Linked DNA regions of Mus musculus: region 1 is linked to region 2. Evidence: chromatin contacts called from public promoter capture Hi-C data. All regions are on one chromosome and are shown on one strand. The core of a region is the stretch at or near the end of the contact, and the rest is flanking DNA. Distances in the headings are between cores, read along the strand shown. Region 1 has its middle 60 kb from the start of Gm39478. Region 2 holds the start of Mgat5b (mannoside acetylglucosaminyltransferase 5, isoenzyme B).

Region 1 (5,978 bases), core at 593-3,092, 290 kb after region 2:
GACTGAGCACAAGTCAGGAACCAGCCCTTCCCAGACCACTGGGGAGGTGGGAAGGCAAGTTCAGACATGGACAGCCATCCACCCTGCCTGCCTGCCCCTGCCTCCTTCCCAGCTTTCCACTCCAAAGCGTCTTACCAGCGTAGCGTTGAGTAAAATGTACCAGAAAGAGTATGAGAGAGCCCACCTTCTACCGTGGGACCTGCTTACACCTGGATGGGTGCAGAGAGGCAGAGTTGTCATTCAGGAGCAGCTGTCTTAGTCAGACATTGGGCTGTCCATGTGCCCGTAGGCCTCCCTTGGATGTCTAAACAAGACCATGGAAGGTGTGTTCCCTCCTGAACCCTCTGTGCCCTTCTCAGATGGTTCTGTCTGTCCCAGGCTGCCCGAGGCTCCAAGACAGGCATTGAACCTGGAGGCGACCAGGTTTCCGCATGTTTGTCCGTGGGCAGTGTTGCGTGGGCTCTGCAATTTGCTAAAGATGTTTTTGATAAGAGAGATCTAGCCCAGACCAGCACAGAGCCAGGCCCCAGGGTACATGCTGAGTGGATCTCTTAGTCTCAGGATGTCAAGGGCTCCGAAGAGAGAGACCCTGGGCTCAAAGGGTGCTTGGGTAGAGAAAGGGGTGACTCTTGCCCCATCTAAGGCTTGTTTGTTGGGGCTGTTACCTTGAAAACATCCCAGCTCTTCACTGCTTTAGGGATTTATGGGGGGGGGGGGTCATCAGGACCAGAGGCTGGTGAAGCTGCTTGGGGCTTGCAAAGACAGCAAGTACAGCCCTGCTGTGCTGAGGGGTTCCTAGAGAGACCTCAGAGTCCTGACTCTGCCACAGGCCATGTGATCCAAAAGTCCCAATTAAGAGAAGTCTAAGCCCTGGTTGAAGGCACTTATAGTGTCAGGCAGCCAGGCTTGCAGGGTTGTTGGTGGCAGCAGCAAAGCCAGTTGTGACAGGTGGGCAGGTCTCTGGGATAGCTTTGCTCTGGCTCCAGAAACTTTGGCCAGGTTTGCCAGAACAGCCATGCTGAGCTGCAAGGGGCCCCGACTCCCCAGAGTTCCTGATCCGTTTTAATTTTCCGTGTGCTCTGAGCCATTTATTCCAGAAGTGTCTGCTGAGTGCTGCTGAGCCTCAGGCTCCATTCTGGCTGCTCCCCGTGGCTCTCCGCAACAGCACTGCAGGGCCCGGAGGGCTGAGGGGCAGGCTGCTCCCAGCCCAGTTTCTTGGCCTTATCTCTCCAACCCTGCCCTGGGCCCGGGTCCGCTTGCAGCCGAAGTGAAGATGACACCAAGCTACTCTGACCAGAGAGGGGTGGCGGCCCCAGGAGCCTTGCTTGTCAGTGGCCTCTAGCAGATCTCCAACAACCAAGCTTTGTTTGGGGACTGATCTGACCTGGTTCGATGAAGCCTTACTGTTGGCTGCCCAAGACCTCAGGACAGGAAACGGGAGCACGGAAAGCCAATCCTAGCTTCAGGTCGCAGGATGGCCCTTGGACCCGGACCTTCCCTGGCTGGGACCCAAGTCACCAGTCAAACCCTGACCTTCAGCATTGATTGGAATGCTGAAATCAGGGGCAGAGAAGGTCTCTGTGGAGCTGAGGCAACCCATCTGACCCTGGCTTGAGGATCCCGAGGAGAGGACCTATAGGCTTGCCTGCCTCCTGCGTGGCAGTTGGTGGCTGCAGTCTCTGCCACAGTGGTCTTTTCCTCACTCCTCCCAGGGCATGCTCACACTCTGACTCCCCCAGACTACATCTGGAGCAAAGGGTGGGCCACAGCAGCATCAGGAGTCCTGGAGTGTTATACCCAGGTCCTCGCCAGGCCAGGCGTGTTGGGGCAGCAGCTGACTCAGGAGTAGTGGCAACCGTGCTCAGGTTTGAGCTGAGTTCCAGGTGAGCATGGTTACCAGGAAGGGCTGGGCACCAGTGAGCTAGCTGGCTGGCTGCCCGGGGCCTTGAGCTGAGATCAATGGGACTTGCATCCTGGGGCCCTCCTTTCACAACCCTCTTTATAGAGGATCAGATCCCAGCCGGAGGATAAGGCTACTGTAACCCAAGCAACTTGGAAGTGGGTTACATCCAGTGCTTGTCATCTTCCAGCATGCTAGGGACTTGACCGCTGGGCACAGAGGGGTCTGGAGGAGTTATTTGTAAAACTCACTGATAATTAATTCTATATCTTTGGCTCAGTAGAGCAGAGCAGGCGAGTGGCTAGGTAAGGTTAGAGCTGAGGGCTTCTGGGTCATATGGATACTGCAGGGTGCCAGACAAAAGGGCAGTCAGATGTACCAGGGAGCCGGGAGGAATGGTGGCTTCTCACCAGCACTGGCATCGCGCTGCCTCCCTGCTTACAAGGTGTGGTAAAACCTCAGCTATGTCGGATGAGTCACTGGGTGGCAGAGCTTCCTGGTGGCTGCGGGCCGGCCTTAACTGTGGACCTCGGTTGCCTTTATTTTATTTGATTTTTTTCTCCCCTCTGGAAATGCTTTCTGAGACAGACCCTGTATCCATCACTTTCGTTTGTTTGTTTTGCTGTTGTTGCCTGTGGTCGATGTTTTGTGTTGTGGACTTTTCCTTCAGCGATGCAATCAGGAAATGGAACCGGAACATAAAACCCTACCTGTTGTTAGATTCACTTTTATGTCCCTTGCTCTGCTTGTCCCCACAAGTGTGAAATGTATCGTTTAATTATCTGAGCGGCACCTGCTTTCAGGGTTGCATGTCCCTGTCACTCAGGCCCTTTCACCGGGAAGTCACATACCAGGTACGGGTCAAAGCCAGAGCTCTGGCGGCTCTTCAGAGTGGACGTCCTGTGTTTGGTGGCCCCTCACCCGCTTTCCTAGAGGATCTGGCCCACTGATCCGTCTAGACTGTAATGGTGACTCTTTGGCTATTATTATGGCTGTCACCCACAACCAGGAAAGTATGCTCAGGATAGCATTTCATCAAGAGGTATGATGGAGAGAAACTGTCCATCAACCTGCTGAGTGTCCCTGCGCTGGTTTGCTGTTGAGACCAGCTGTCCACCATCTTCATTCCTTGCAGTGACTGGCACACGAGGCTGGCGCAGTGTGATCTCTCCATCCCTGTCACCTCCCGAGCCCATGGGCATGGATCAATGGCTGCAGGTGACAGGCTACCTGGGTCACTTGGCAACCAGGTGTCTGCTGGCTGGTTACTTTGCAGTGATTTCTTCTGGAAGCTTCCTTCCTCTGGCAATCAGGCATAGTTCTCTGGCTTTTCCTGAGCGTTAACATTTTGTTCCTCTGGCCTCAGTCTTTCTCTCATCACCCTGGTCGCTCCTTCCAGGAACTCTCGGCATGGCGGTCCTCTGCCTCCTCCTCTCTATGAGGAATCCCTGTGTGGTAACCCAGTGGCCCCAAGGTGAAGTGAATTACATGTTGGTTCCCTTCCTGTTGCTGTGACAAAGTTCTTAACAAAAGTGTGGGACATGTCATGTTGGTTCACAGTGTGATGGGCCAGTCCGTGTGTGCGTGTGTGTGGGGGGAGGGTCATGATGGAAGCTGGAGCTGGAGGCAGCTGGTCACTCTTCACTCACAGTCAGGAAACAGAGGGGGAGGTAAATGTTGGGGCTCAGCTCCTGTTTCTTTTATGCAGCAGAGAGCTCCAGCCTGTGGGATCATGCTGCCTGCACTCAGGGAGGGTCTTCCCTCCGCCATTAAAGCTCTCTAAAAAAACAATGTCCTAGACACAGGCAGGAAGAGGTACGCCTCCTCTGTGAGACCAAGTCCAGTCACCTTAACAATGAAGATTTGCGATTGCAGACCCATACTCTCAGGCGACTTGGGGTTCTAAGCTAGTGTGCTTAAACACTTAAAAAGTGGTGACCCCCTGCCTCTGTATGTTGAGTGGAGGTATTGCCCTCAATTTTAACTGTAGTTTGAAACAGCTATTAAGTATCGGGAATAAAGCAAAATCTAGAAAAGTATCAATTAAGCCGTTACTTCTCCAGAGTAACATTTTTGTGACTGTCTTTTGGCTTCTCTTCTTCACCAAGACCAGTGTTTTATTTTCTGGGGAGAAAACAGAAAAGTTATCTTTCTGAGTGGTCAGTATCTTTCCTTCTCCTTCTCTTTCTCCCCTGCCCCCTTATCTTTTGAGTCAGGATTTGAGAAAGACTTACTTTGTAGTCCAGGCTGGACTGGAATTTAAGGCTTCCAACCTTTTGTACCAAGGGCCAGGATTTAAGGTATGCATCGCCACGCCAGACTGAAATTTCATTTATTTTGGTGGCTGGGATTCCTATAGGAGAAGAGAGGGGGATGGGAGAGGGGTTATGTGTGCGCATGCTCCTTCTTGTGGGTGTGCATGCACTTGTGACGAGGTCAGAGGTCAAACGAGCATTGTTTCTCAGTTAGTTACCACCTTCCTTGTTTCTCTGGGACAGAGATTCTCTTCCTCTCCCCTCCCCTCCCCCCTTCTCTTAATTTTTTTTGTTTGTTTGTTTATTTTGTTTGTTTGTGTTTTTTTCCAGACAGAGTTTCTCTGTGTAGCTTTTGGCTGTCCTGGAACTTGCTCTGTAGACCAGGCTGGCCTTGAATTCACATAGATCCGCCTGTTTCTGCCTCCTTAGTACTGGGCTTAAAGGCCTGTCTACCACTACCACCACACCTACCCCAGCTAAGACAGAGTCTTATTCATTTGCTTGGAATTCCCCCATTGATATAGACTGGCTGGCCAGTGAGTCTCGTGGATTCCCCTGCCTCTGCCTCCTTAGTGTTGGGATTAAAACTTCTTATGTGGGTACTGGGGATCTGACCCTATGACCTCATGCTATGCAGCAAGCACCTTACTCACTGAGCCATCTGCCCGGCCCCCAGAGTGGAGATTTATGGAGGGAGAGTGTGTAGTGGGTGCAGTTTTTATGCTGTCCTGGCAGTGTGATTCCAGTCAAGAGCCAGAAGCACGTGAGACATTTATAATGATCAGATATGTCCCTGCCCGCCCTTCTGATTAGAGCTACATCTCTGACTCAGGCTGCAGGAGAACAGAACCCTCCTTGTATAGGTTTCCCCCCTGGCAATTGGGATGGTTTCTGAGACTGGCTCCTGGCTCTGTGCATTTCAAATCCCGCCCCTCCCTACTGCCCACAGTTTTCTGGCGCAGAGAGCGGCAGAACATGCTGGTGGCTGGTGGCTGTGATTTTGGATCATGCACAGGAGGAGGAACTGGATCTGGAAATGGAGAGAGAATTCCTGGATTCCATTTCTACCTAGGGATGCTGAGCAGTAACCGAGCTACACACGGAAACAACCAGGGAAGCCATAAATGCAGCTAAGCGGTGCCAAGTGGAATAGCTTTCTGGCTGAGTGGCTCCTGCTGCAGTCCCTGGACCACTGCTTCCACTCAGAGCTCAGTGGGAGGAAGTCCTGCCACCAGATTTCAGGGCCTGAGCCTGGCTGTGGGGGACTTGAACAAAGGGAGCTGCTCCATTGGAGCCAGAACCATCAAGGGGACAGAACTTGTTGCTGAGAACACCTTTCAAGGCAGGAAGCAGGAGGAACTCCTTGGCTGTCTTTTGTACTAACACCTCTTACTGATTGAAACCAGCTTAAAAACTAGCAGACCTGAGGGCCCTGTCCCATAGCCTGTAAGAGGTCAGCTTGGTCACACCAAGGAGGGCCTGGAGGGTCAACGAAGGAAACTCTAGGAGACCAGTACAGGATGTATGAAGAAAAGCTGTGTCCTACTGCCCCCCACTCAGCTGTACCCCAACATTGCTTCCCTGGTGTTTGAGCAGCAGGATGGCCTGCTTCTGGTGTCAGCTGCCTCACCCCATCTCGGCCACTGCTCCCTTTCTCTCCCACCTGAGCTCTCTGTGGAGAAGTAAGGCTGTAAGCTTGGTCTCCAGTCTGTACGGACTGAATTGTCCTCTTGTGTCTCAGCCACTGTTGAATGGCTCTGAAGAGACACCAGATCGAGTCAACTCTTATAAAAGAAAGCATTTAACCAGGGATTTGGTTACAG
Region 2 (5,663 bases), core at 334-2,833:
ACAGTCTGTGATGGTGAGTCTCCTCCCCAGCTCAGGAGAAAGCCCTTTGCTCTGGCTAGTTTTTCGTTGTTATTGTTGTTGACACAAGCAGGACTTACCAGTTTAGAAACTGTCTTCTATCATAGCGGTCTACAGGCAAGCCTGTGGGCATGTTCTTGATTAATAATGTAGGAGGTCCCAACTCACTGTGCTGGTGCCGCCCTGGGCAGGTGGTTCTGGGTGGTGTAGAAAGCAGACGGGAGCCTTGGAGAGCAAGTCTGTAAGCAGCACTCCCCCACGGCCTTTGCACACACCCACCCACACACACCCCCACAGTCTCTCTGTCAGCTCCCGCCTTCAGGTTCCTGCCTTGTGTTTCTGCCCTGACTTCCCTTCATGATTGACTGCCAGGGGAAAGTGTTAGCCAAGCATAGCCTCTCTTCCCAAGTTGCTTTTGGTCAGGATATTTATCTCGGCAACAGAAACCTAATTAGGACACCCGTGTTTTCTTCCATCTTAACCTGGTTCCATCCAAGCACCCTGGCATCCCCAGGCCCTTTGCAGCTTTCTCTGCCTCCCTTGAGCCTTTCCTTACCAGCGGTGACTGCTTTGTCTGCTTCTCCACCAGCGTTCACCTGTTACCTAGTTGCCTTACTCCCGCCAACGAGAAAACAGGCGATAAATTGGTGTTGGCGAATTGATGTGTTCGCTCGCTCGCTAGGTAGCACATTTGCATTGAGCAAGGGCAGTCTGACCGTGCCTCAGTGAAAGAGTGACGGATGGAGGAGGGAAATTCGGGCACTCCAGCCAGCTGGCTAAGGAAATGTCTGAGGGCGATGGGGTCTCTGCTGGGCCTCTAAATCATGCATCTTGTCTGGGTGCCTCCAGCTGCCACAAGCCTGGGTGATAATTTCATTCCTGGCTGTCAAGACCAAACTCACATCAACTCTAAGTGAGGAAGTGACAGGACAGTACACACACACACACACACACACACACACACACACGCAGGGATGGTGTGCGCAGGGCTCAACAATGCTAAAATTTAAGCCTGTGGGTTTGGGAATTGACTTTAAAGAGCCTTGGTGAGCTTTTTGGTCATTAGTTGTATACTAGAAAGCCCGTTAACTCAGTGATTGAGAGGGTCCAAGGCTAGACCTCAGGCATACAGCTGACGGCTCCTGGCATGAATGCCACAGCCCCAGTTTATTATAGGCAAGTGAGAAGTGGGAGGACTCGGGGAGTTTCTCAGGGTGGGTGGGTGTTGCCGAGAGAATCAGCGGGTGAGAAGCCATAGGTACGGAAGCTCTTGGGGGTGGTAGTGGTGGCTCGTGCTCTGCAGGAGAGACAAGGGTCCCCTCTCCGCGCCCCATCTCCCCTGCGCGATGCAGTTACCGGAGCAGCCTCGGCTCTCCGGTCTGCTGGATGCCCTAGGAAGTTGCATGGTCCAGGGAGGGGCGCAGAGCCATGGCTCCCGCGCTCGCGTCCCCCTCCTCCTCGCACAGCCCGGGGAGGGAGCGCAGCGAGACTGCGGCCACCAGATGGCGCTCAGGCGCCGAGGAAACGCGAGGCCGCTCCCGGGCCGCCTCCTCAGAGGGAACAATGCGGCGCCTCGGGTTGTAGCGCCGCGCGGGAGCCCGGAGCCCGGAGCGCGGGTGGCCGAGCGACCGAGCGGGCGAGCGGGCGGGCGAGGACGAAGGCAGGCGAGCGCGCAGCCGTTCCTTCCCAAAGCCATGGGCGCGGCGCTGCGCGCGGCTGCAGAGCGGCGCGGCCGGAAGGTGCGGGGGGCCGGGGTGCGGGCCTGGGGCCGCCTCTAGCCGGCTCTGAGGGCGCGGGCCCCGGGAATGAGGGCGCCCGCCGCGGGAAGCCCGTTTGCGCGCCGCGGCGCCGTCCCGCCCAGCCAGCGAGCCTAGCAGGCAGACGCGCGGCCGGCGATCTGGGGGCGCGCCGCCTCGCCTTCCCCAAAATGTGAATCGGGGAGGGCGGAGACGCAGAGAGCGCCCGGCCCCAAGCTCTCGCCGAACCCCTGCCCTGCGCGCCCAGGCCGCGCCGTGCCCCGCGCGGGGCTGCAGAGCCACCGTGCCCCGCGCTCCCTCGGTGCTGCGACCCCCCGGCTTCGGCCCGCAGCGGCTTCGTGGTTCCCGAGGCGGTCAGAGCCGGGCCCAGGACGGTGCGTCCGGCCTCGCCCCCGGCTTCTCGCCCAGACAAGTTTGAACAATGATCACAGTCAACCCAGATGGGAAGATAATGGTCAGAAGATGCCTGGTCACCCTGAGACCCTTTCGGTAAAGTTCTCTACTGGTTGGCGCAGGGAGGTCAAGACCTCCCCAAGGGGACTCATGGTGGAGCTGGGCGAGGTCGGTCCCCTCAGGGGGTGCGAGTTCGGGTGGCAAAGGAGGTTCGCGAGTCTATTCTCGATGAGGGCCATGGGGATGGGAAGACGGAATTAGATAGGGTTGGGGTATGTGTGTGTGTGGGGGGGTGCGGGTCTGGATCTTTCTTGAGTTGACCAAGATTGGAACGATATCAGGTATAGAGAGGTGAGCATGGAGTCAGAAAACACCAAGATCAAGGTCCTGGGCTCCAAAGTGGCCCCAGCCAGCAAGTCCCTTTCCTGCCCCTTGCGGTCTTTTTCATCTCTTGTCGGTCCTATCTGAGCTGCGAAGTTACTGTGGGGTGCCTAGGAAGCACCCCTGGTGTCCCGCCTGTCTCCTAGGTCGGCCCGCCCATCCTCTGCCTAGTTCATCCCCCTTCCTCTCCCCCTCCCTCCCCCTGCATCTCACTCATCTTCCTGGTGGGGGACAAACCTGGGTCTGACAGGAACGTCCCCAAGATTGGGGCAAGGACCCCCTTCTGCTAGGGATTCACTCCCAATCGCGGATCTCCAACAGACTAGATAGGCATAGCAGGTGCATGGAACACCTCCCTCCCTCCCTCCCTCCCTCCCTCCCTCCCTCCCTCCCTTCCCGTGGACAGTCCTGGCCAGGCAGGGGTGCAGTTTGTGAGAGACTCGCTAAGACCTGTTGGTCCAAGAAGGGACCCCACTTCCTTCCCCCAGACTCCAGCAGAGCTAGGCCCCGAGGCCAGACTAGGGGAGAGGGTGTCTGGGAGGCCTGAAGTACTGCCTTGTTTGGCAGCTGGGCTTCAGAAGACACAGAGGGAGAGATGGGCACCGTTGTGGGGGTGGGACTCGGGACTAGGCCACAGGTGGAGTCCGATCATAAACCTTAAGGCAGGTGCTGGCTTTTCTCCCAGGTTCTGGGTTGATCCCCGGTACCTCCAGACAACCTCCTGTACCCAGCTGGGTTGGGGCTGAGGTGATGTGGCCCACCTGCCTCTTGCCATCAGCATGCTGGGCCAGTTCTGTGGGGGCTGAGATGGCAGCCTCTGGGGACAGCAGCAGTCAGGTTGTCTGTGTGAATGCAAAGGTCTGTAGAGCCGGAGGACTGAGGGCAGGGTTTTGAAGTGTCTCAGAAATCCCTGGCCTAAGATGCCCAGGGAAAGACTCTGGCTTTTCCAGAGCTATACTGGATTCCTGCAACTTGAGAGGGTTCTGGCTGGTCCCAAATCCCTAGTCAGCTTTGTAGCCCGCTGGAACCCCCCCCCCTTACCTCCCCCCCTCCCCCGTTTCTGAAGTCAGGACCTGGTGTAATGACTGCAAGCAGCGGTCTCCAGCACCACAGACAGCGCCCTCAGCCCTAAGCCCGCCCTGAGCCCGCTTTCCCTCCTGTGTGCCTGAAGACAGGATTCCCAGATCAGTTGCCACTCACTCCCAACCCTTTAACTTCACCTCCTGTCTAGGCTGGTGGAGACCCTTAGCAACCAGTCTTCTTCAGGCCCCCTCAGAACTTTAGATTGAAGGCCAGGGGCAGCTATCTGATTACATCACCCTAACTTCATTTATCCCCAAGGGAGGTCTGGGAATGCTGTCTCTAGCAGAGTTCTTGGCCAGGCCTTTATTTTATAGGTGCCCCTGAGATGTTACCTGTGTGGTTGAGACCATCATATGTATTATACATGACTACTGCTTTTGGGGTTCCCTGGACTCCAAGTGGGGTAACTGGTAGAGAGATGCTAAGAGGTATATTGGGGCCTCAAAGTCCAGGCTGAGGGTGTAGACCTTCCTCATGTCAAGCATCCTGTATCTCCAGCCTGAAACCCAGTCCTATGGCTGAGTCAGGGTGGGGGTTGAGAGACTGGAACTCGGAAACCCCTCCCCCTCTTTTTTTCATCCTTAGGCTTAGAGGATAGTTGCCAGTCTCCCATAAGATCTCTCTGAGTGTGCTCTGAACCCCACTTCCCTTACTTTGGAGGGATTCAGTGAGGTCCCTCCAAAGTAAGAGAAGTGTCCTTTGTACCATCTTTCCTACTGCAGCTCACCATGATCCCCCAACAAATTAGGGGCACGGCTGCTCCTGAAGCAGCTCTTGGGAATCTCTGAGTCTAGGTCCTCTCTCCCTCCCCGACTCAGTTTCTAACAGCTTCCTTAAATACGGGCTCGAAATTTGTTTTGTTTCTTCTTTTCTTTGGCAATTATGTGTTTTCCTTAATGAACCAAATTTTAATTAAACACTACTCTGTCGGTTTAAAATAATGGAGATTAAATAAATGTGTACAGCAAGTCTTGCAGAAAGACAACAAACAGTCCCCTAGGTTGGGGACAGAGCGGAGGTGGGACAGGTGGAAGCACCTGACATGACTTTTGGGGTCCTCTTGGTTATCCTGGTTCTATATCACGTGGGGTTCCTCACTCTGCCCTGGGGGTAAGGGAGGGTCCCCTTTCAGCTCTGACAGTCCATCAAGTCCTCTGATGAATTAGGGGGGGGGGTCTCAAAACCTCTCCTCCCCGCCCTCTCTCTGGGCTGTGCTGCCGGCTCAGGGCTGTGCTGCCGGCTCAGTCTTGTTCAGAGCCCAGCATGGAGCACTGGGTCTGGCAGAGCTTGGGGCAGGGACTCTAAGCCCGGGTTCCAGCTGTCACTTCAGGTTACTTGAGTGTCTGGCACCTCTTAGATAATGACTGTGTGCTGAAAGAATGCATGATGTCATGTTTTGGCCCGCTCCCCCTCCTGCATGACTGCAGGCACACTTGTGTGACACTCCATGCCTGGGTGGGAAGATGTCCTTATTCCTCCCCTCGGTGGTGCAGGTTGACAAACCAGGGCATGCGTGACTGATAGAGAAGTCTGTGGGGAGAGTGGGCACAGCTGGGGGTGGAGGGGATGTGGCCTTGCCTTGAGACTGTGTCACCTAAGAGTGTTGGGGGCCTGTGGCACCCTATGAGGACAAGTGAGCTCATGGCAGATGGCAGAGGCTGTATGTGCAGTGCCTAGGGTGGCCCAGGTGATTGATGGGAGCCAGGTGGGTCTCACTGTTTAGTCGGACCAGTGTTTTTCACATGTGAGTGTGGACCAGAGTCACTGGGGAGCTGGATAAAGAAAGCAGATGGCCTGCCCTGTCCCAGCATCTCATCCAGGAAGGAGGACCTACCGTGTCCTCTCTCCCTTCCTCCCCGTCTCTCTTTCTATGTCCGTGCTGGAGATTGGGTCTAGGCTCTAGTGTATGCTAGGCAAATGCTCTACTGTTGAGCTATGTCCCTAGCTCAAGAATATCCGTTTCTAATCGTTCTTGGGAGCCAGCGCCGATCCACACACCAAAGTTGGGGACTTGCTACTCCAGATTAACTG

What was found. Promoter capture Hi-C pulls out the DNA fragments that hold promoters and counts their contacts.
Region 1: a promoter capture Hi-C map of liver shows a contact between it and region 2, with 2.2 times the contacts expected there. The contact joins the enhancer-like site here to the promoter of Mgat5b in region 2. A contact is called at or near these places in 13 of 39 promoter capture datasets (the 3T3-L1 cell line, 3T3-L1-derived adipocytes, the C10 cell line and 7 more), 13 of 484 Hi-C or Micro-C datasets (CD8 T cells, Th1 cells, bone marrow-derived macrophages and 8 more), 3 of 115 datasets of contacts at active chromatin or transcription factors (bone marrow-derived macrophages, embryonic stem cells and stem cell-derived neural progenitor cells) and 4 of 9 other capture datasets (adipose tissue, embryonic stem cells, liver and 1 more).

The regions. Positions count from the first base shown.
Region 1 is chr11:117,203,314-117,209,291 of GRCm38.p6, forward strand. It overlaps a transcript of Septin9 not described here. Among named protein-coding and RNA genes, the nearest start is that of Gm39478, 60 kb to the right of the region's middle. Within about 2 kb of position 1,843, at least 58 of the 459 cell types and tissues checked have an H3K27ac peak or open chromatin away from gene starts, as enhancers often do. A contact at or near this core is called in liver and uterus, where this site is marked.
Region 2 is chr11:116,917,280-116,922,942 of GRCm38.p6, forward strand. It overlaps Mgat5b (mannoside acetylglucosaminyltransferase 5, isoenzyme B), which reads left to right and starts at 1,584. Exons shown (of 18, transcript NM_172948.3): 1 at 1,584-2,264. The coding sequence starts at 2,197.